Linked DNA regions of Anas platyrhynchos: region 2 is linked to region 1. The links are chromatin contacts, called in public Hi-C maps. All regions are on one chromosome and are shown on one strand. The core of a region is the stretch at or near the end of the contact, and the rest is flanking DNA. Distances in the headings are between cores, read along the strand shown. Region 1 holds the start of HSP90AA1 (heat shock protein 90 alpha family class A member 1). Region 2 holds the start of PPP2R5C (protein phosphatase 2 regulatory subunit B'gamma).

Region 1 (4,811 bases), core at 1,595-4,094:
GAGAAAAGGGAAATTTTGCACAGATTTTTCCCCCAGTATTAACTCTGGCAGAAATTAAGTCTGGAACATTTTAGCCAGAAACAAGCAATACAGATCTGTGATCAGTTAAAACAGAGGAATAATAGGAAAACAAAAACAGTCTTCATGAGCTCTCACTGTGTAAGAGGAATATATTCAAAAATTGTGAAGAAAATATTAGCTTTACACAGGCACCCAGAAACTTGTGTTAAGCAGAGCTGGGAAAATTCAGATGGTTTGGAATGAGATTATGTTCTCCTAGTGGATTTGTCAAACAATTTTGACAAAAAAAAAATCAGTCTGGTTTGAAGACAGCTTTTGTAAGCCAAATAACACAATCACAAAAGAGAAACAGAATAACATGACTACTACATCAGACAGTCTGTGATCCTGCAGACTTATTCAAACCTTCCACAGGTCTTCTCATGCTTAAAATTAAGTATATTGTTAAGTCTGTATGACTGAATCCACATTAATCAAGAGATTAGAAAGGAAAAGATTTTCTTAAGAAAAACATCTTAACTATTTCGATGAAAATGTCAATCTCATTTTTTTGACATCTCAAACAGAAAGCACACAAATAATTTTAGTAGGATATTACAGGAAAAAATATTGGACAGATATCCATAAATAATAATGGCTTAGCAGTTCTCTAAAATACAGAGGTTATTTTGAACCAGATGGATGTTGGAAAACATTTCAGTTGATGAATTCTGAATGTAAAACTGTTCCAGCCTAAAAGGTTTGTCCTATAGAATTGACACTACACCAGGACTATATTTTATCTAAGAAAAGCATTAAACATGCATTGGGTATAACTGCCACACTTTATTAGACAGCGGAAAAAAGCCATTAAGCTGCTTTATGGAAGCAGGCGAGCAAAGCAGCTGTACAACGACTGAAACCATAGTCACTATGTGAAGAAAGGAACAAAAAATACCCTACGAAGGATTTTGGTACAGATTATTTTGTAGACATGTATTTGAGAGAAAGGAAAAGAAATACATGGAGAACCACCACAAACCCAGACCCAAAGAAGGTAAAGCATGGAAACAATTGGCGTGAGCAGCAAAGAGGTGGCCTGGGCAGGACCGCAGAACTTTCTAGGCTGAGCATTGGCTGAAATCCAGCTTCCTCAGTGAGCAACTACCTTCACTCTTACAGGTTTTCTTCCGTGTGCTGGGCAGCAGCTAATCTCACGCTAGTTTACATTACTGTTGACACAACTATTAATTTTTCCTTCTAATTAAAATAACCGGCAGGACCCCATGTTTTGGCCAGCTGTTTGGGGCAGAGGTGTAACGCCAGCATTTAGAAGGGCAGAGCCGTGTAAGTCATTGCACCAATGCAGATCCTCATGTAGATACTGCAGGAATTGCAGTGAAGCAAGCTGTAATTTTAATTCCTCAGCTGCTCCAACATAATGTCTTAAACATATACTTAATGTACCTTCTCATTTGTCAGAGAAGATAGCAAAAAGGACTGAAAAATCCCTGAAAGACAGAACTCTGCAACAAAATCAAGCCCGTAGACCCCAGGTCAATCATTTTTATCTAGATCAAATTGCAGGATAAAAGGTTGTGGAGAATGTCAGATGCAGCATAAGGATCTTCAGTTATACGCATTAATAGAGCTGAGCATTGTAATATCTAATTCATTGGGCATGCTACCCTGTTTAATTTAGGATGCTTAACTGGGATAAGGGCATGCTAGGCATCTAAAAATAGCGTTCTCAAGTCAGTCAGATGCTGAACTAGATTGCTCTCTGGGGTACATTTAAGAGACAACAGAAAATGCCAAAAAGTCGGGCCTGGGATGAATTTTTGCTACAGAAAGTGCATCCTTTCTGTTCATTTAATAAAAATAAAACCGTTCCTTAGAGCAGGGATTCTCTAGGCTGATGTTTTCATCACTGTGCAGTTTTAGCACGTAGATTCACATAGTATTTATATCCCCCAAAGTGGATCAGCTCCAGGAAGAAAGTTTCAGCAGCCTGCTCCGGCACACGGGTGATGCAGATGGCTCTCCCGAGACACGGAAGACCTGCATTAGCTCCTTGCTCCCAATCAGGTCGTTCGGGATGTAAAAATAGCCTAACTATAACGCTGAACGCGTTAATCACAGAGCTGCGCGCTGTAACCAGGCCTGTACTTATCAAAGCCTTTATGCAAGCTGCACAAATGCTCGGATAAAGGTGTCTGCGGCCGTGCCCTTTGAACACCAGAGCAGATCTCTGGCAGATTAGGCAGCCAAGGCCGCGTCGCCTGCGAACCCCAGCAGATTTCAGGCTCTGGGCTCTCACAAACCAGCCTCCCCCAGCACCCGCCCAGCAGCCGCTATGAGCGCCTCAGCCCTGAGGTAACCGCATCGCTATGTGCGCCCGCGCCTCTTGGCTGCGCTCCCTCGCCTCTCCTCATCCCCACAGCACCACAGAGCCCGCGGGGCAGGTCCCACAGCCCCACGTTGAGCCCTGCGAGCAGCCACCCCGCCTCCCAACGGGGCAGCAACCTCCCCACAGCCCCCAGCCCCCTTCCCTCACGCTCCTTCTAGGAGCTTCGGCGGCTGGGGAAGGGGTGGGGGGTGCCTCCCTCCCCCCCCTCCCCTCAGCCCCTCCTTCCCGCGCCGCGCGCGCGCTCCCAACGCCCTCCCCGCGCTCCCACCGCGCATGCGCCCCGCTCCCCGCCTCCCCCCCTCCCATCTGAACGGAGCCAACGGCCAACGCCCGCCCGCCCTCGGCGCTCCGTGCGCGGCCGCCCGCGATTGGCTGGCGCCGGCTCGGCCCCGCCCACTCCTCCTCCCCCCTCCCCTCGCCGGCGCCCCCTCCCCCGCGGCCGCCAGTGAAGGTTCCCGATGGTTCTGGAAGGAGGCGGCGCCGGCTGTATAAAAGGCGGGCGGGCGGCCGGGGGCGCGCACTAAGTGGAGGCGCAGCGGTGCGGGCAGAGCGCGTCGGGTTCGCCGCTTCACTGAGGAGATCAGCAGAGCCCTTTAATCCTAACCACCACCACCCCCCTAGCTGCCAAGGTGAGCGGCCGAGGCTGTGCCGTGAGGCGGCGGCGGCGCAGCCCCAACGGCCGCGCCTCAGCGCGGGGCTGCCTGAGGGGAGCGGGGCGGTGTGGGGGGGGCCGCGTGGTGCAGGGCGATGCCGCCGCTTCGCTGAGCGCCAGGCGGTGTCCGCGTGGCTGGGAGGGGAGGTGGCGGCTGTGCGAGGTGGTTAATTAATTATTAGAGATTCTTGGTTTTGCCTCATGGCTTCCTGAGGAGCAAAGGGAAAATGGTGGGTGGCATGGGGGGGGGGGGTCGTCGTGAGGGGATCGTGGTGGAGAGGGGGAGGAGCAGCCTGCAGGGGTTGTTCTGGGGGGGAGAGGGGAACGAGCAGAGGTGGGTGAGGGTGTTTTTGGGGATGTTGGGGCAGCTCGGTGAGCTCAGGGAGAGCCCGGCCGGCGGGGCACGAGGTGGATCTAAGATGGAGGCTCCCGCCGGGAGAGCAGCGCGGGGCGGCCGCTGGGAAGGACTCGGCCGGCATCGGGGAGGCTGCGCGGGGCCGCCGCTGACGGGGAGTGGGTGGAGGGAGAGGGGGGGCGGTAGGGGAAGGCTCTGGCAGTTTCTAGAACCTTTCCCGCTTCCATCGGGAGCCTGCAGGGGGCGCCGCAGGCTGGCACTGCCCCGAGCCGCGGGAAGGAGCCGGTTGGGCGAGCCGTCTGGTTATTCATCGCTTAGCTAGCCGTGCAGCTGGGGATCGCGCCCTTGCAGATAGGTTCTGGTCATTCATCAGAGATTAAAAGACGGTCGAAGGGGTTTTTTGTTCATTTTGAAATCGTTTTGGCTTCCCTCAGTCCAGATTCATGATCTTTCGGGCAGCAGGCGGCTGTGCAAGTTCGGAGAATATACCTCTCTCTGTATGACAAGAGGAACAAGTTCAGTCGGGCTGGGTTGCCATTTTAGTTAGCATTAAATAAGTTTTGAGGATTGGGTATGCACGTGAAGGTAGTAGTTCAAGAAGCAGAGTTAGATGGGAGAAAAAGGAAACGGTCCAAATGGAAACTATTGTCATTCACTGACCTTAGAACAGCCTTGCTAGCCGTTCAAATTCTGGGCCATGTGTTCAGTTGTATTTCTGTATTTTGCAGTATATATGCTTGATCTTTCACATGGGGATGTAAGGGTGCAGAACTAGTAAATGCAAATCATACTGAATATAAGGCAAGTCCAGTTAAAGTATTTGCATCTAGTTTACTTGTTCTTTCAGAATTCAGGAATTGTTACTGCTAGGGAATCAGATGTAGAGTTTTTTTGTGTCCCTGTTGTGCTGTATTTGGCACCATAGAGTTAATAACTTGAATCCCAAATGCCATTGTCACTGCCTGTAAGGGGGAGGGGTATATGTAGCAAGCTAGTGCTCTTCAGAATGGAATTTAACTTGATCTCTCCTTACAGATGCCTGAGGCTGTGCAAACTCAAGACCAACCAATGGAGGAGGAGGTGGAGACCTTTGCCTTCCAGGCTGAAATTGCCCAGTTGATGTCTTTGATCATCAACACTTTCTATTCCAACAAGGAAATCTTCTTGAGGGAGCTGATCTCCAATTCCTCAGATGTAAGTACTTGAGCTCTTAGGCTGGCTTGTGTTGGTAGAACTACTGAAATCTCTAGAAATAGGAGGGCAATGTTAAAGCTTGCCTCTCTTTTTACAGGCTCTGGACAAGATCAGATATGAGAGCTTGACTGACCCAAGCAAGCTGGATTCTGGAAAAGACCTGAAAATTAACCTGATTCCAAACAAACATGATCGTACTC
Region 2 (4,811 bases), core at 1,355-3,854, 150 kb after region 1:
ACAGGAACTAGTCAAGAAGTAATTCTCTTTCAACACTATAGCAATACTGTAAAAACAGAATGCATCACAATGAAATATGTTAACTATACGTTGGCACTGTTATAAACATCTACACTCTGATACGGTTCTGATTTCATTCTAAGGGCTTTTTTCCTAGTAGCTAGGATATGAGTTCCCTCTGCCGAAATTCAGAATTCTTTTATCTGAAATTGCAAAAATATTTAAATGTAATTCATAAAGTCATTAAATCTTGTAGTGACAGTAGCACACATCCTTCTGCACAAGAAAAGAATGAAAACTCATTGAGACGCATCAGAAAGACTACACGCTCTGCAGGAAAAACATTCTTTCCCTTCCCCCCCATAATCATTTGGGAGAGAGAAAAAGTGGTAAAGCTGGATGAGTATTTTGTTTTACTAAGACTTTTAAGTAAATAAACAGTGGACTTCCAGATGAAGCAGAGCTATTAATTCTGTGTTTCCAGGTGAATGTGAGAAAGGCAGCATGTAAGGATTTAACTGACCCCTTTCAAGTCACTGCACCTTGCTAGTGGGCAAAACAGACAGCAATGCAGAAGAAAAAACATGCCACAGTAACAACACAATAATCAGTCAAAAATAGAACACCCTATTGTATACCTACACACAGAAATTAGACAACAACAAAAAAAATGGCAGCCTTTGATTAAGCCTAAGGTCTCCTGATAATACAACAGGCTACTTACACTTAACTGACTTGCTAACATCAAAAGGTTCCAAGAAGAGAGCTTTAGGAATTACAGAGAATGATTAAAAACTGCAATAAGCAGCTAAAAGACAAGCCCCAAACCTCACAATAAAACCAGAAAATAAGATAGATGTACCCTTCGCAACCAAAGAGGAAACAGATGAGTGTTTAAGACTGTAGCAAGCAAGCTAGATCTCTAAAGTTACTCTACATAAGAATAACTTCTTCAAAAGCATTTTCTTTTGAGTCTTAAAAGACTTTATATCAAATACCAGGTCAGTAGTTCCAGAAACTCCACCTGTCACTTCAAAATTATAACAGTCCAGAAGGACTTCTGAAAAGTCATCACAAATTTGCCTGGAAAGACTACATATTCTAGTAGTTTTTACCTCATGTTCTTGGTTTTCTTGTCCATCTTTGCCACTTTTCCCACTTTTGCCTGATTTTGCAGGTTCCTGAAAAAAAAAAAGTTCACAGTCTAAGTTACTTGGAAAAGGAGATTTAGAGAGATTTTCAAGTCAAGAAATTAGTATTTCAGACGCCTTCTGAGAATATTAAAATCAATAGGACAAAAATGATACCGTTTAACTGGAAGACCTTAATACTGAACCATCAGTCTCTACAAAGTTGCTTTAAACATTTTCCACCTTTAAGGACAGCTTTGGAATTGTATCAATGCCTCAAAACTCACCCATACAGTATACAGAGCTAAGATTTTACCTAGGTAAGAATGCAAGTGACTTGAACCATGTCTAAAAACTTGGCCTTGCTACCTGGCTTTTGGCCTCAGGAGCTTTTACACTTAGTTTAAGTTTGAAACAAGCATCATCGCAGGAGGCATTGTGCACGTCATTATCTTGTCTGCTCCTGGTGTTCTACGCACTAGAAAGTCCAGTTTTAGGCACAGGCCCACAACTCCGGTATCTCCCTCGCAGAGCTCTACTTGGATCTTTCACCCACTGCTTATTTGTGAGATTTGCTAATTCTAAGAAAAGCAATGAGAAGTTTAAACGTTTTTAGTGTCACAGGGGGCTCGGATATCGTGAAAACCATTAAAAATGAAACCAAAAGAACACCACAAATCACAACACCCATCTAAATTTCAAAGCAACTTCGAAAAATTAGCAGGCGGGCAGAAGGCAACCAAACCAAACAGCGAAGGTCCAGCGGGACAGCGGCTGGATGAGCCGGGCTACTTCGCTGCTCCCAACTCCCCCTGGTTCCCTGATTCCTAATTACCTGCCACACGAATAAAGCGCAACACGTGAAGCCGCCTGGGCTGGATTTGGAACTTTTCCTCCAACTCGTGCATGAACCCCCTTGGGCGGCTGACACCCAGCCCTGCCCGGCAGCAGCAGCAGGAGGAGGAGGAGGAGGAGGAGAGGGACAGGGGCAGGACGAGAGGGGCAGCCCCGAGCCCCCCCCACGGCGCTCACAGAGCCCTGGGGGCGCCCCCCCGCCCTCCCCCTCACCTCCTTCCCCCTTCCCCTCCCCCAGCCCCTCCGGGCCGGGCCTCCCCATACCGAGGCTCCCCGGGGACCCCCCCAAAACCTCCCCAAACCCCCTCACACCCTGGGCTAGGCCCTGCGGGGCCCGCCCCTTCCTCAGCTCCCCCCCCCCCTATGGCGGCAGGGGGCTCCCCGCCTTCCTCCTCTTCCTCCTCCTCCTCCTCCTCCCCCGCGGGGCCTGCCTGCCCCCCCCCACCCCCCCGACTCACTTTCTCCTTCTTGTTTTTATTCGGCATGGCCGCCCCGCGGCCACCCAGGCGCACAGCCCCCGCTCGGCCTCACGCCTCCGCCGCCGCCTCCGCCGCCGCTGCCCCCCCCCAGGCTCCGGCCCCGGCTCCGGCTCCAGCGGCGGCGGCCTCAGCCCCTCCCCCCGCCCCCTTCCTCCCTCCTCCGCCGCCCCCCGCCCGCGGAGAGCGGGGCCGCTGCCCGCCCATTGGCTGCCTGCGTCACGTGAACGGCGCCTCCAGTGGCGTCACCTCGGAGGCGGGGCTCGCCGCCCCCCCCTTCTCTTCCCCCCTCCCCCCCCCCCTCCTGTCACGCTCCGCTGGCGGCCGCTGACAGGGCCCGGGCCCGGGGCGCGGGGCTCGGGGCTCCCCCGGCTCCGCCCCGGTTGTGGGGAGGGTCCCGCGCCCCCAGCCCCGCCTCGAGGTGGGCAGCGAGGGCCGGGCTGTGGCGCCTCAGCCCCGCTGCTCGCCGTGTGTCGCCCTCCGGAGCCCGCCCTTCGCTGAGGGGCAGCGGTCCCAGGTGCGGGTGCAGCCGGTGTGTGAGGGAGGAAAAAAAAAATAATAAAAACAAAGCCAAAATAAAAACATTTGGCCTCATACAAGTCTTGTGGTCGTCATTAATTGGGGGACCTCGCTGCCTGCCTGCAGGAGGTGGGTAAGGAAGAGGCGAACTTTGCGTAGTTCCAGCCTGTTTTTACAGATGGCAACTTTCGAAGTTGCTCTTTAATCTTTCAAAGTCAGAATGCGAAAATCAACGATATTCTTAGACAAAAGAAGAAAGGTGTATATGCTTCTACTGGCAAAGTTACACATTGCGTTTCTCACCTGGCCTGACTAAGCTCCAAACTACCATTAGCTGAGGAAAAAGGAGATGTTAATCCTCATAATAATGCCAAGATATAAAACATTTAAAATTTAGATTGGGCATGCTTATTAAATACTAATTGTGCTGTGCTGATAACGGATAGAAAAATTACAGCCTAACAAACACCAACATGAAAGAGAAATTGATCTTCCTTACTCAGCCTGCGAGTATCAAAGGCAGCCCTAGCTAGCAGCCATGCTCTCGTTTTTAGGAACTGGGATTTCTAATACGTACTCGTATCTGATGTGATGATATCTAACATAAGTTTATATCCACTATATTTGAACACTCTGCCTTTGCTGTGGTCAAAGGACAAAGAAATTTCCTCTTTTTGAGGCACTACGAGACATTCTACTGAGTACAGAGAGTTGCTTCCTCTTGCTTCAGGCCCCTTCCTTCCCTGCTTCTTAAGTGCTAGAAAAAAAATTATGTCTGCTTCTTATCCTTTCTCTAATCTTCTCTGGTCTGAGGATTTAGAATTGAGGTGCTGTTATCACTGTTGTGCTTCTGTTAGGAACCAGTCACAAAGAAGTTACTACTACTAAATAGGACTTCTGACCAACAAAACAACATGGATTTTGGACATAGATAGCAAGAGAAATAAATCTGTTTCCATCTGTAGTCTGCAGTTTGATTGGTGAATGAAAGGGTTTGTACAGCTGAGGATAAACTCCAGAGCTTCCAGTTCTTTGTTAAGTTCCAGTTTCACAGAAGCTTAAACTACTCTTAATTCCCAGCTGCTGTATTCCTGTCTTACTCCTCTGCACTGATGCTGGTACTGTGCAGCCCCTTAAACCAGCTCATAGAATTGATCAGGTGGAAAACTCTACCCCTAAAATGATGTGGGGTTTCGTGTTTTTGCTTATTTTATTTTTTTTTTCTTCCCTTGAACTGGCACACCACCACCTGTTTCTGTAAACACTAGCGTTGGCCGAAGGAAGGGGGTGGAAATATGTGGCGGGGGCGGGATGTGACCTCAACAGCCTAGATTTAGATCAGTTTAAGCAGCTTAATGAGTTTCTCATTGGCTCTTGGCCTCCTTTGTGCTTGCTAGTGCTCATGGTTTTTCCAAATACTGAAAAAACTCAGTCAACATCATTGTTACCCACCTACTCATGAATAGTAGCAGCAAAAATTGTCTGTGCTTATTTTGCTGTTAGCTCGGAAAACCTTGAATCAATACATCAGACTGAGTACAGGTTCAAAAGATGGCACCGACTCAGTTTACATTTGGGAGGTTTTCTTTGTGACCACATGTGTAGAAACCCTTGTGAAAACTTGACTCCCCCTCACCTCACTTGCTGAGGAAAGTCTCATTCACCAGTAACAGAAAGCAATTGTATTTTTCAAGGCCTACTGTATTATACGAAATAATCAGTGGGTGGAGGTGGTTTACAAGAAAAATAGTTCCATGTGTATGCTCTAGTATCTTAAAATATGAGAATAAGATAAGTGACTTACATTTTCACACAGCATTGAGTTGAAATC

Evidence for each region. Hi-C and Micro-C count contacts between places; a contact is called where the count stands out from the background.
Region 2: a Hi-C map of skeletal muscle shows a contact between it and region 1, with 4 times the contacts expected there. The contact joins the promoter of PPP2R5C here to the promoter of HSP90AA1 in region 1. A contact is called at or near these places in 2 of 8 Hi-C or Micro-C datasets (skeletal muscle and small yellow follicle).

What each region holds. Positions count from the first base shown.
Region 1 is chr5:11,573,554-11,578,364 of IASCAAS_PekinDuck_T2T, forward strand. HSP90AA1 (heat shock protein 90 alpha family class A member 1) reads left to right here and starts at 2,845. Exons shown (of 11, transcript XM_027458158.3): 1 at 2,845-3,039; 2 at 4,453-4,611; 3 at 4,709-4,811. The coding sequence starts at 4,453.
Region 2 is chr5:11,724,994-11,729,804 of IASCAAS_PekinDuck_T2T, forward strand. It overlaps PPP2R5C (protein phosphatase 2 regulatory subunit B'gamma), which reads right to left and starts at 2,605. Exons shown (of 16, transcript XM_027458159.3): 1 at 2,444-2,605; 2 at 1,116-1,181. The coding sequence starts at 2,470.